3 separate regions of the Mus musculus genome follow, and regions 2 and 3 are each linked to region 1. A link is a contact called in public HiChIP or PLAC-seq data. All regions are on one chromosome and are shown on one strand. The core of a region is the stretch at or near the end of the contact, and the rest is flanking DNA. Distances in the headings are between cores, read along the strand shown.

What was found. HiChIP or PLAC-seq counts read pairs in DNA pulled down with a chosen protein or histone mark.
Region 2: an H3K4me3 HiChIP or PLAC-seq map of embryonic stem cells shows a contact between it and region 1, with 15 read pairs. The contact joins the promoter of Myl9 here to the promoter of Dlgap4 in region 1. A contact is called at or near these places in 3 of 39 promoter capture datasets (hippocampal neurons, neural stem cells and stem cell-derived epiblast-like cells), 2 of 484 Hi-C or Micro-C datasets (bone marrow-derived macrophages and cerebral cortex), 4 of 115 datasets of contacts at active chromatin or transcription factors (all in embryonic stem cells) and 3 of 9 other capture datasets (adipose tissue, liver and pancreatic islet).
Region 3: a contact with region 1 is called in an H3K4me3 HiChIP or PLAC-seq map of embryonic stem cells, with 17 read pairs. The contact joins the promoter of Epb41l1 here to the promoter of Dlgap4 in region 1. A contact is called at or near these places in 8 of 39 promoter capture datasets (the HPC-7 cell line, HPC-7-derived erythroid cells, cranial neural crest and 4 more), 2 of 484 Hi-C or Micro-C datasets (both in embryonic stem cells) and 1 of 115 datasets of contacts at active chromatin or transcription factors (embryonic stem cells).

What each region holds. Positions count from the first base shown.
Region 1 is chr2:156,610,700-156,615,167 of GRCm38.p6, forward strand. It overlaps Dlgap4 (DLG associated protein 4), which reads left to right and starts at 2,998. Exons shown (of 13, transcript NM_146128.6): 1 at 2,998-3,159. Gm14169 (predicted gene 14169) reads right to left here and starts at 2,723. Exons shown (of 4, transcript NR_040372.1): 1 at 2,587-2,723; 2 at 2,246-2,497; 3 at 1,768-1,875; 4 at 1-528.
Region 2 is chr2:156,773,244-156,777,440 of GRCm38.p6, forward strand. It overlaps Myl9 (myosin, light polypeptide 9, regulatory), which reads left to right and starts at 2,221. Exons shown (of 4, transcript NM_172118.1): 1 at 2,221-2,263.
Region 3 is chr2:156,418,369-156,422,916 of GRCm38.p6, forward strand. It overlaps Epb41l1 (erythrocyte membrane protein band 4.1 like 1), which reads left to right and starts at 2,723. Exons shown (of 25, transcript NM_001368800.1): 1 at 2,723-2,931.

The sequences.
Region 1 (4,468 bases), core at 1,748-4,247:
ATCTCCCTGTGTCACTCCTTGTCACCTCCTTCAGGAAGCCTGCCTAGACTTCTGCTCTTTAACCTCACAGAAAGGAAAATTCGGTGTCATTGTCCCTTCATTTCCTGCCTGGGAGCCCCGCCTAAACCAAGGAACTTGGAGAGTCCTGCATGGCTCAATCCCACAGTAGTAAATATGTTCTAACTCACTTTTTATCATTTAAAGGAAATGTTTACATTTTCAAACAGTCTAAATTATGTGTGTGTATGTATGCATATATAATGTATATATGTATGTATGCATATATATGTGTATGTGTGTGTGTGTGATGGTGGCATATACACAGTAGAGTTTCATTCAGTCACAAGGACAGTGAAATCATGTTCTTTGCAGGGAAATGGATGGACCCGGGGATTATTGTGGTGAGAAAATAGAGCAGCCTCGAGGAGACAAACAGTGTGTGTTTTCTCAAATACGCAGAATCTACATTTAAATATATGCACATTATATGTATGTGACATGAAAGCAGAAAGGAGAGGAAGTAGGAGGCTGGCAAGGGGAGGGGTGGAGGAGGGGAGGTACAGAGAGATAATGTTTAATGTCATCATGAGCCCATTATTTTGTATATTAACTAAAGATGAATTAAAATGTCCGAATTGCTAGCTTCTCTCAGCAAAACCAGAAGACATGGCCTCATAGGGACATCTTTTTTAGGGTGACAGTTTGCTGGTGCAGAGGGTAGCAGACCCCTGTAACTCGAACTCACGCCCTGTGCAGGCCCTGTCTGTGGCCATGTGGGCTTGTGACCCCTACCTCTGCAAGCATGCCTGTGGTTTCTTTCTCTCAGTCTCTCTCCTCTTTCCAGTCTTCCCCTTCCCACCTCTTCCCTGCACAGCCCCAGCAGCCTCTCTGGCCTTTCCTGTCTCTCCCAGTCACTGTCCACGCCACAACCCTGCTCAAGAACCAGTATCGCATCCACTCCCTGTTCCCTTCCTAGACACTGCCTGACTTGTAACAAGAAGTATTATCACAATATAAATGTATCTGGTTTACAAATGTCTAGATAACAGCACAACAGGCACTTGAGACTGCACACTGTTTCAGGGACACTGAAGCCTCTACCACACTCCCATCACCTGTCCTCGGGGCCACTACTTGTCAAAATCTGCTATTCATCACTCCTGTGTGTATTCTTATATTACATATGCCAGTGTCCCCAAATAATGCATAGCCTTATGTTGTCTGTTTTCCAACTATGTGTCCGATTCTTCCAGCTGCAACTTGCTTTTTTAAAAATCCAATTACATATTATTATTATTATTATTGTTAATGTTATTATTATTTTAAAGATCATATTGAATTCAGGTGAAGCTCACAAGTCATGAAATCCATCTCTGAGTCCTCACAAGCCAAGTGTGGCTCTGTGACCCGTCCTAACAGATGTTTGAGGCTTGTGGCATGGGGACAGCCTTCTGTGGTCACTGTTTTACCCGGCTCCAGACAAACGGCTGTTTAGACTGTGATCAGCTTTTCACTTATAGTCAGTGCTGCTGTAAAGCCTCGGTGAACAAGGCCCTGAAACCCTTTTCTGAGGCCGGTCGACACCTGCTCATTTTAGCCAGCTACACAGTGCAAGGCCACTGTTCAGCCCTGCCAGAGGCTTCCGAATCCATAGAGGTCTTCTTAGCTACCCAAGGGAAGGGACCTTGTTCCTCTCCAGTGACAGCTGCCTGAACCTACAGTCCCTCCTCTCCTGCCCTTCACCCTCCTCTAGGACTCCAAACTGACCTTTCCTCTGCCTATCTTAGCCAGGAAGCCAATTCCTGCAGCATGGGTCATGGCAGATCTCCTCTGGGCCAGTAGCTGTAGTTGGTGGGAGTCCAAACAGCACAAACCCTGGGAGAAAGGGAAGGTTGGTTGTTTTTTTTTTTTTTTTTTTTTTTTTTTTTTGAAGGGAGGCATGGGTGGGCCAGTAGTGTGAGAAGCTGGTACATGAAATTGCTCTGGGTCTTGAGGGATGAGTAGGAGTTTGTCACTGAGAGATGGTGGGAGGGCATTGCAGGCTCAGGCAAGAGGAGAGGCTAGGACTAGAATAGTGGGGTAGAGATGTGAGGAGGGTGGGCAGGCAGTGGAAGAGAAGAAAGAGGCCTGGAGGAGCCTCAGTTGCATACCTAGTATTCTCCAGGGACAGCTGTGTGGGAGCCAGGGGAGGAGGCACATCCATTTGACACCTATTGAATGCCATGATCCAGTACGAAGAGCTTACCTCTATTCTTTATCTCTTCGGTTTCTTAAGGAGGTAGATGCTTATGTGGTCCCGATTGTGCGGGTAGAAAAACGAGCTCAGGGAGAAGCACGGACTATGGTCCGTGATCACAGAGCCCCCGTGAGAGGGAGGACAGGTGCCCGGCCACGAATTCCAGAGATGCGTTAGCCAGCCAGGTACTGCTGCCCAAAACAAGGGTTCTCCAGGAAGCGGGTCACCGGGAGGGGGCACCCGATCCTAGAGGCAAGAACCCTAACGGGAGAAAGAGGGGTGAGAAGAAGCCTGACTCCCGCAGCGAGACCCAGACCAGCCGCATCTTTCCCGTGCCTCAGTTTTCCTACCCCACAGTGAACGCAGCCAAAACACCTTCCTGCCGACCCACTCAATAACCCAGGTTTCCAAGTTCGCGCGCCACCGCGGCCAGCGCTGTGTAACCTCGCTCCGGTAGTCTGCCCTCTCTGGACGATCGGTCGCAGATTCCCAAGCGCTCTTTCCGCTACACACCCAGCGTCCGCAGCCGCGGTGCCCCTCCCCTCCCCTTCCCTTCCCCGGGCGGGCGGCGGGGGTGGCGCGCCGGGCCCCGAGCGGCCCCCGCGGTCCCCCGCAGCCCCGGGCCCCCGGCCTGATCCGCGCCTGGTTTTGGGCGCAGCCGCGCGGCCCCCTCCCCCGCGCGCGTCTCCCCGCCCCCCGCCCCCTCCCCGCCGCTCTCGGGGAGCCGGGGCCGCGCGGCTCCTCCTCCCGCAGCCGCATCTGGGGCGCCGCGCCGGCCGGAGGAGAGGCATGGGGCGCCCGCGGGCCGGGGCCGGGGCCGGGGCCTAGGCGAGCGAAGCTTAGAGCGAGCGGAACGAGCGAGCGAGCGGAGCGGGCGCAGCGCAGAGGCCGAGTGGACCGAGGCGGTCGAGCGCAGGGCGCAGGTGAGCGCGCGGGGGTGGCACGCGTCAAGACCCTCCTCCGAGGCTAGATCGGGGGCAGCCCCCAGCCGCGGGCAGACCCCGGGACAGATGCGCTCAGCGACGGGGTCTCCCGGATCCTCTGACGGGCAGTGGCGCCCGGGCCTGGGGACCGACGCGGGCCGGCCCCTCCGATGCTGTCGGCCCTTCCCTGGCCGGGGCGCAGGAGCGGTTCCCGGCCCTCCATCCGCAGGCGGCTGGCAGCGGCAGCCCCCTCCCAGCCGCGTGTCCGGGCGGCCGGGGCTTCCTTGCCTTCAGCCTGCCGCACGCTCGTACTCCCTTCCCGGGATCTCCCCGGGACCGGGCATCCGGGGAGGGGGCGGGCGACCCCGCGCCGCATCGCCCCCGGAGCGCTCGTCTGCCCGGGAGGGGCCGAGCGACCCTGGCACCTGGGCTGTGGGGGGGCCGCTCACATGGCCACGGGAGGCCCCCACGTGCGGCGCCCCGCGGGAACGGGGGTTCGCGTACAGAGCGGGTGGAGGATAGACCAGGTGGCTGCGGAGGCCAGCTGGGTCCAGATGTGCAGGGCCTGCTGGGAGGGGACATGTGCTACCTGGGCAAGTGATGGTCCCTGGGCCTCCTTGGGCAGAGCTTGCCTTGTCGGATTCCCCATCCAGCCCTTCATCCATCTCCTTTCTCGCGTTCTTCTATGCTGCCTGTGTTGCGGAAAGGGCTGTCACCGACTGTTGATGTTGTGGGGGAAAATGAAATGGGGGAAGGGTGGTGGGTAGGTGGGTGGGTGAAGGCCAGTTGTGGCGGAGATACCCAAAGGATGGGGAACCTTACGCTTGGAGGACTGTGCTGATGGGGGGGGGGGGAATGTCCCAGCACCTCCACCTGCTTGGAAGTAGAAAATGCAGAGGGGGAGGGGGCTGCAGTCCCCAGCCCTAAGGAGGCTGGACTGCCCCGCCTCTACTCTTGGCACCTCCTGTGCGGTGGGGGAGGGTCCGGTCCCTCTGCCTCTGTGGCTTCACCAGACAGGACCATGTCAGAATGCCTGTTGGAGGAGTCTGTGGAATTCTTCCCTCAGGTGGCTACCTCTCTCCCCTTCCTCTGGTATAGAAAACTGTGGGCTGCCTGGGCCAAGGGTGGTCCGAGGGGCCTGAGCCAGACTGTTAAGGACAGCGGGACTGGGTGGGGCCGCAGAGCTGGCTTCCGGGCTGATAGCCGAGGCTCGGGTTGGGGGGCCATCCTCCCCCTCAGCTGGGCTTCAGCGACTGCTCAACAAGCTCCGAGTATGTTCCCAGTAGCTTCTGACGATGCTGTCTGTGCA
Region 2 (4,197 bases), core at 971-3,470, 160 kb after region 1:
TGTGTAGCCCCGGCTGTCCTGGAACTCACTTTGTAGACCAGGCTGGCCTCGAACTCAGAAATCCACCTGCAAAAATAAAAATAAAAATAAAAATAAAGAAAGAAAAAAAAAGAAATTTACCTGCCTCTGCCTCCCGAGTGCTGGGATTAAAGGCGTGTGCCACTACTGCTCTGCTAAAGGATAACATTTCATTGGCCCTGGCTTACTGGTTCTGAGGTTCAGTCCTTTATCATCATGACAGGAAGCAGCCATGGTGCTGGAAGAATTGAGAGTTCTACAACTTCATCCAAAGGCAGACAGAAGACTGGCTTCCAGGCAGCTAGGATGAGGGTCTCAAAACCCACCCCCACAGTGACACACTTCCTCTAACAAGGCCACACCTACTCCAACAAGACCACACCTCCTAATAGTGCTACTCCCTGAGCAAGCATATTCAATCCACCACAACCAGCTCCATGACAACATCTTCCAGCTCCATGGCAACATTCTCCAGCTCCATGACATCACCCTCCAGCTACATGACATCATCTTCAAGCTCCATAGAATGATGCCCATGGCACCTGCACCTCACCCATCACACACAACCTGGACCAGAACAAATTTCCATACAGGATATTACTGAGACATCTGGCACAATTGGAATATAGGTCATAAATTAAAAGCCTAAATCAATGTTAAATCTTATGATTTTGATAATATACTATCAATATGTAAAAGAGTCCTCCTTTTAGGATATACTAAAATCTTATTCACTATCAAGTGTTGGGCAATGTGCATATTCCCACAGGGAAGAGTGAGGAGCCAAAGGTCAACTGGAGACTCTCAAGGAAGTCAGTTTTCTATACGAGTCTTAGAACCTTAGTATGCTTGAAATTATCTCAAAAGAAAGTTTCCAAAAATGAATAAATCCAAGACAAAATGGATCTCTCCCAAATCTGCTCCGCCTACGCCCACGCTGCCCAACTAAGAAAATGGCAGCACTCTCTCCAGCTGCCCCACTGAAATCCTGAGCTGGGGCGTGAGAGAGGCTCCTTGGTAATGGCACTTGCTGTTCGTATGTGGCCAGGCAGGCCTGCAACAGTCCACTGACTTCCACACCAACTCTCATCACGAATAAATAGAATTTTTAAAAGAATTGAATTCTTGGAGCCAACTTTCTTCTCATTCCAGTCTGGTCCGTTTTCAAGTCCTATTGGCTGAAGCACTGAAGTGTTTCCAGAACCCCTCCCCTTGTCGCCCAGTTTCCCACTGCCCCATAAGCCCAACCAGCATCTCCCCCACTTACTGTCTGCTCTCCTGTCCTTGAGCGTGCCATACGCTCTCTAAATCTCCTGCACTGACATCCATTACTTTTCCTTTGTGACTTCTGACCTCTACGCTAAGCTAAACTACTCCCCAAATTCTAGTTCCGGAAGTGTTTCAACTGTTACCTCTAATGTTGCCAGGACAGATAAAAACTGTTACCTTCTATTTATTTAGACAACCTTGCTCCATAGCTCAGACTGACCTGGAACCTACACTATACTCGATGTTGGCAATCCTGCTGCCTCAGCTTCTCAAATGCCGAGATTACTGGCATGAACCACCGCATCTGGCTCCATCTCCTCTCAATCTGGCTCCATTTCCCAGCATCACCCTTAACTCCTTTTCAGCCGAGCTCAGAACTGTCCCGGGATGTAGGCGGTTTCAGGCTCCCAGGGCTCCCTAGGCAGATGGATCAGTTGCCTGCCCCATTGCGGAGCCAGGCAGCTATTTACAAAGTAACTGAATGCCAGAAAGCCCTAGGGAAAGAGTGATGGCCGCTGTTGTGAGGATTGAGTCTCCCTGAAAAAAAAGGACCATACTTGGCCGGGTGAAAGCCAGCCTTCCACCAGACACAGCAGGGGCCTCTGGGACAAGAGGGGGTCGGAGAGCTGGGAAACGCTGAAGGCTCCGCCCTTCTTGCCAGTCTTGACACCTCAATCTGCTTCCATGCCCCAGCCTGGGCCGACCCAGAGAAAGGCTGCGTCGAGGGGGGCTATTCCAGGGGCACCCCAGCTTCTCAGCCTGCAAGCAGAGGCCTAATAAGGCCGGGCTGGCTGCCTCAGCCCCGCCCCCACCCCACCCCCGCGCATTCTTCTGCCTTGTAAGGCCGGGCGGCCTGCGGACCCTCCAGCCCCGGCTCCGCCCCCAGAGCTCCGAGCATCGAGCATCGGTCGGAGCTGCTGCCAGCCAACTCTCGAAGCACCGCAACAGCGCCGAGGACTTTTCTTCTCTGCAGCAGGTGGGAGCCCACTCAGCACCCGGGCAGCTACAGTAGGTGGTCAGGCTGAACCTCACCCGGCCTTCTGAGGGCTGTGGCATGCTTAGTGGTGTGGGCTGGGGCTACTGCCTTGCTTGGGTCCTAAAGGGGACCCTGGCCTGGGACTGAGCAACTGGTGGTTCTGCGCCCCGGAAAACTGGTCTTTGGGCAAGGAAACAAGGATCCAGAGTGTCCTTTTGCTAAAGAGCCTAACACACCAAGCCTGGAAACTCCAGGCTACCTGCCTGTAGAGATGCCAGTGAGGGGGTTGAGGGCATCCCTGACCCAAGAAACTGTGTGTGGCAGAGGAAATTGAGCCCTACGGAAGCACAGCGCTCACACCCAGTTTTGCAAACCCTACCCCAGGAGGGATGGTAACCACCTCATGCCTTCCTTATCTCCAGTGCTGTGTGCACTAGAGAACGGTGGGATGAGGGGGTCTTGGCTTCTTCACAACCCTCCAGCCGCCCTGGTTGCTTGATGAGCCGGTTGGAAAGCAGGGTATCTGGCACAGCCAGCTATGGAGACTAGTAATGAGGAGGGAGGGATGGTCTAGCCATGACCGCGCCAAGTTCCAGCTGTCTGATCCTTGGTGTCTAGGACCCCAGAGAGGGGAGCATATGGCTTCAGAGTTAAGGACACAGCTTATTCCTAATTTAAGTCACTCAACCAAGTCTAGAAAGTGCCTGGCCCTTCAAGAGCCAAACCTGCCACCCACTGGCCCCAGCCTAGCGTGGTGTCCTGGCTCCCAACCCTCTCACAGGTATTCACTTCCCTTTGTGTGTGTGTGTGTGGGGGGGATGCCTCTCAGGGATGTAGAGAGGGCAGGGATACACTAGGGGAGCCTAGCTGGGCCTGCCCTAGAGGTCTGCAGACAGGATGGGCTAAGAAAGCTGATGGCCAAACCGGGCAGTGATGGTGCACGCCTTTAATCCCAGCACTTGGGAGGCAGAGGCAGGTGGATTTCTGAGTTCGAGGCTAGCCTGGTCTACAGAGTGAGTTCCAGGACAACCAGGGCTACACAGAGAAACCCTGACTCAAAAAACCAAAACAGAGCCGGGTATGGTGGCGCACGCCTTTAATCCCAGCACTCAGGAGGCAGAGGCAGGTGGATTTCTGAGTTCGAGGCCAGCCTGGTCTACAAAGTGAGCTCCAGGACAGCCAGGGCTATACAGAGAAACCCTGTCTCGAAAAAACAAGAAAAACAAAACAAAACAGACAGACAGACAGACAGACAGGAAAGAAAGAAAGAAAGAAAGAAAGAAAGAAAGAAAGGAAGGAAGGAAGGAAGGAAGGAAGGAAGGAAGGAAGGAAGAAAGAAAAGAAAGAAAGAAAGAAAGAAAGAAAGAAAGAAAGAAAGAAAGAAAGAAAGAAAGGAAAAGGAAGAAAGCTAGCTGATGGCCATCTCAGCCTGGGCCACAGGAGATGGGGGACAGCTTCCAGGGACAACATTTCTGCCCCCGGTTCTTACCAATTCCCACCCAGCACTACACAAAGGAACCCCAAAGCCTGGTGCATGCTGTGGGGCTCACTGGGTTTTATACAGCTAGAGTCTCAAGACTGCAGGTAGATGTGGCCCTGGGACTTGCTGGAGCTGACCATGACCCCAGCCCAGAGGGTATTAGAGGCAGGGATAGAGGAGGAAGGACATAGGCCCTGGGCCAAGGTCTACAGAGCACAGGGCAGAGAAGAAGACGTGCTGGGGCCTGGACTAGCTGAGGGGAAGCAGACAGAAGTTTTGAGATGTATTTCCCCACAAGTTATGATGGGATCAGGTTGAATTCTTTCCCTGGCCTCAGTTTTCCCATCTGTACAGTGGAGCTCATAAACCTTTCACTGAAGAATCCTCTACTAGCCTGCTGCTGTGGGCTGCCCTAGTGGTGAAGGATGAGGGAGTCCGCAAGTGTTTGTTATCA
Region 3 (4,548 bases), core at 1,473-3,972, 190 kb before region 1:
CAACTGGAGTTAAATGTAATTCCTTCAAATTCATTCTACCATAGAATCTATAATCATGTTTCATATGAGCCAGGTCTTGGGTGGACTAGGGGCTGAGGGGAACCAGCAGATCTGTTCCACGTGGATCCTTCAGAGGAGACCTAAGGGTTCACGCACACAGATGATGTTGTCTTGCTTAGTAGACATAAATACAGTAATAGGGAACAGATCACATTTCCTTTTTGGGTGACAGCCTGCAGATGGCTGGAGACAGCCACCACACCCTTCTCCAGACCACTTACACATGTCACGTGATGCTCAAGTCCTCAGCATTCTGGTCCCCTCCTTCAGATATGCTTCAGTGTGAGTGTCTCTCTCAGACGTGGGGTCTAGAGTTGAGTCCTGTGGTCCAGCTGGGATCTCTCTAGGGCAACCGGAGAAGCTGCTTGCAGCTCTAGTTTTGGTTGACAGAATGTATTCACCCTCTTGCCACACCACATTGCATTATTGAGCTCAAGGTCAAGTAAAAATCTTGAATCTATTTTCATGGAAACTGCTCTTAATCTAGATTCTTCTAGACCACGTTTTGAGCATGATGATATCAAGGAGACACTCACTCTTGTTACCAGCCCCCCACGTGACTGTTAACTGTAAAGAACATAAAATTAGGTGTGAAGTTTCTCAGTGCACCGGTCACATCCTAACTGCGCAGTAGCCACAGGTAGCCGGTGGCTGCAGACAGTAGGATCATAGAAATTTCTCGCCGGATCATACCTTACACTTATTCTGCACGGCAGCTCCTTCTGTAAGTTCCAGCTCAGTCTTCAAGCCTGTCGAGATCTTCTGGAAACTTATTCTGGTTTCCACAGTGTTCTCTCTGCCCCTCTGTCTCTCGCTGTCTCTTCCTCTCTGTCTCTATCTCCTCCTGACAGCAGCAGATCTGATTAGCAGTTCAGATTTCCTCCGCTTCATCTAAAACCAGTGATAACAGTCCCTCGCCCCAGAGCAGAGGGCATCGGAGCCATGCCCATGCCATGAGATAGTTGTTTAACAAATTAGGTCTCCGAATCAGGGTCTGTGCTTGGTATCAGGAAACTACATGGAGACAGAAAACACCCATAAACAGAATCCTGTCATGGTGGGTGCTGACTGGAGTAGGTCAATTACTGCCACCTCACATTCAGGGCTGGCCTGATGGCTAAATATGGGAGTTCAAAATCAACGTCCAGGATCCTGCCTCTGCCCCTTTCCAAGCTCCTTAGTGACTTTGTGCTCACGGCTACCGTCTGTTGCAACTGTACAGATGAAATGAGACATGGAAGTATTTCTTCCATGCAGTGGAGCGGCTGAGTGAGCACTGCTGAGTCCTGTCTTAGGTAGGGCCTTGGTTTCCTTAGTTTTGTCCTCTCAGTTTATCAATGTCCCTGGAGGTCCAAACCAGGCCTCCCCTTCTGGATTTATCTATTCAGCTGTTTGATTCCAATCTGCTCTTAGCATCCTGTAGCAGAGTGGTGGGGGTGGGGAGGAGGAGATGGGACCGCAGTGAAGAACCAGAATTACTGGCCTAGCCTTTGATTCTGTGCTACCTGGGGCAGACTCAGGTGGATCCCAGCTACCACTTAAGATAAGGTAAGGTCACAAGAGGTGAAGGTGTTTACATTTTGGAGTCATTTGCCTAGGTTGTTACCCATGCAGAGGCCTCTAATAAAACCCGGTAAGTTCTTACATTTACTTCTTCCTTTTCTTCCCTTCAAAGTCTAACAAAGGAGGCTTGGTATTCCTGGCCTTCTGAGGTCTGGCCCTTGCTCTGGGAACCCAAGCTCAGTTTCTTCAGCTAACCCCATAGACGCCCTACCTTCTATGGATACTATTCTAGGTTCACTGTTTTCGTTACTTTGTCCTTTTCCTATGCTTAGCTTTACGTGTGTGTTCAAAGCAGTACCTTCCGGCAGGAGCCTGTAAGGTCCAGGGCGGATATAATCATAATTCAGAGAAACGCTTGACTTTGGGCATGCTTGGGCCTGTGGGTCCCCAGGGTCTTGGGACCAGGGGCTCGGCCCTTGCTTCCAAAGAGTGCCAAAGGACTGCCACCTCAGACTGGTTGGAAAGAGCTGCGTGGTCCTCCACAGCTCCGCAGCTTAGGCCGCCCGAACAATAGGAGGGAGGCTGAAGGGTAGTGGGCGTCGGCCAGGTCCCTGCTGGAGGGAGTGGAGGCCAGTGGTGCTGCTGGTCCCCCAGGTTAGCCCAGGCTACCGGCCTGAACGCCAAGCTCTCAGTCAAAGGCGAGGTGAAGCAGACTTGGTGCCGGTGGCGACTCTCTAGGAGGTGGAGTAAGGCCGAGCCCACGGGGCTGGGACCTGGAGGGAGAGGAGGCTCCGTGGAGAGTCTCGTCTTCGTGGTCCCGCTGCTCGCCTCGGCCTCTGAGCTCTGCCTAGGCTCTGGTGGGCGTCTGTCCCACGTGGGGGAAGCCAGCGGCGCGGGCTCGCGGGGCGCACACCCCTCCGAGTTCCCCTCCCTGGGATCGGACGCGCCTGCTCCTGGGCAGCTCGGCTCTTGGGGCCAGTGGGTCGCGCTCGCTACTCGCACACCCTTCGGACGCTGCCTGGCCCGGATCGCCGCCGCCTCCTCCCAGGGAGCTGGCGGGGCGGGGCAGAGGGGGAGAGGGGGTGTGCGGAGCGGGCGGGGAGGGGGCTGAGCGCCGTGGGAGGGAGCGAACGAGCGAGCGAGCGAGAGAGCGAGCGGGGCATTTCTGCGCAGCTCCGGAGCGTCTTGGAGCCTGCCTGGGCGGCCACTGGACGAAGGGACTCAGAGACAGACAGACAGACGGCTCCCGGAAGCCGCGCCGCCGCCGCCAGGTTAGCAGGGCGCGGAGACCGAGCAGGCTGTTGCTACGTCCCGAGCTCGCGTGCTGGAGGACGTGCGTGGCCGAAGCTACGATTCGTGTCTTTGCGGGTACGTGTCGGGGTCCACATCTCCGGGTGTGCGTTTAATGTGAACGCGCGTGTGTCTGTGGGTCGGTGCAAGTGGTGTGTACGTGCGTGTGCATCTGAGTAAGGGGCTGGGTGGTGTACTAATCTGGTAAGGGTCTGTGTGCCCTGGTTTGCTTATCCGGAGATGTGCCTAGAGAGGGTGTGTCCCAATGTGTAACAGTGTGTACATCTGGATGAGGCAGTGTGCCTATGCTGATGATGGCTTCGCTTGTGGCTGAAGCCTATGGCGGGTGTATGTGAGTGTTCGTGTGTGTGTGTTTCGCTGTGTGCACGCCAGTGTGACTCCCCGTGTGTGTGCGCGTGTGAGGGCGGGTGTGCACCCGCGTAGCCCCTGTGTGCGTGTGCTCGGCTTTGTCTCCGCACTGCCGGGAGGAAGGGGGTGGGGGCGGCAGCCGAGGCGCTGGCGTCGCCCGGAGCCCGGCACTGGCCGAGGAAGTGGGTAGCAGCAGCGGCGGGGGCGTCTTAGCTGAGTGGAGACTCCCTGCTGGCAGGTGGGCAGCCACACCCGGGGTACGGGAGAGCCCTACTGCCAGTGGAGCCTGGCTCCCAGCTGAGCTGAAGCAGAGGGCGTGGCCTGCTCAAATCCCGGGTGTGTGTTTGTGAGGGGTGGGGTGGGGGATTAGGTGTGAAGAGGGTGTGTCTGTGCGCAGGCATGGGTGTGGGTAGAAGCAACAGAGGCCCCTCAGCGGGGTTCTGTGATATGTTTCCTTGCTGTGTAACGACCATCACCCTGGCCAGCTACAGCCCAGCCTGGTTAGGTACCCTCCACCCTCACCCTGGACACTGTTCGGAAGGGCAGCAGCCTAGGTACCCTACAAAGACTAGTAAAACTGATCACTATCTTAAATGGCCAGCGCCCCACTCCAAGGAATCCCCTCTCAGAAGGTCTTCATACTTTGAGAGAGATGTGTTTCTGTATCTCTTCCCCCATGTTTTGGGCACTGCATGCATGTCTAGTCTGGGTGAGTGTGTGCATTCTCCCTGTATATTTCTTGTGCATTTAGGTGCATTTGTACATTTTACTGATGAAGAATAAACAAAATATCTCTGGATGTATATGTGCATTTGTTTTGATAAGTTCTGGTATATCTGGTTTGTTTTTTTTTTTTATGAGTGTGTAAGCTGTTTGTGTATTGGCGAGCCAGGATGGGGACAGTAAGAGAAGTGCCATTTTGCTGCTAACTGGAACAGAATAGAAAGCCCCCTATATTTGAAAAACAAGATTACAGGGAAGTTTGCGGATTTAGTCACTGTCTGCCGGGTTCAGATACTGGTACTGAAATGTAGGTAGACTAGGTTTGACAAGGATCTAGAGAGGCTGAGAATCTTACAGAGGGAAGGAAGGAGGACGTGCAAGCCCAGCCTTCCTTCTCCTGGCTCTTCTCTCTAACTTCACTCCTTGCTGGTTGGCTTGTGTACAAGGATAAGGGTGCGGGCTTTGGAGTGGAGAGGGAGAGTGCAGGGAGTGTAAACGGGAGTGGACAGTGCAGGAGTGGGAGGGGCGCCCCCCAAGGCAGATTTCTGCAACTCCCCAGCTGCTTTTCTGGCAGAGGCCGCCGAGGCAGGGGAAGCTGGGATT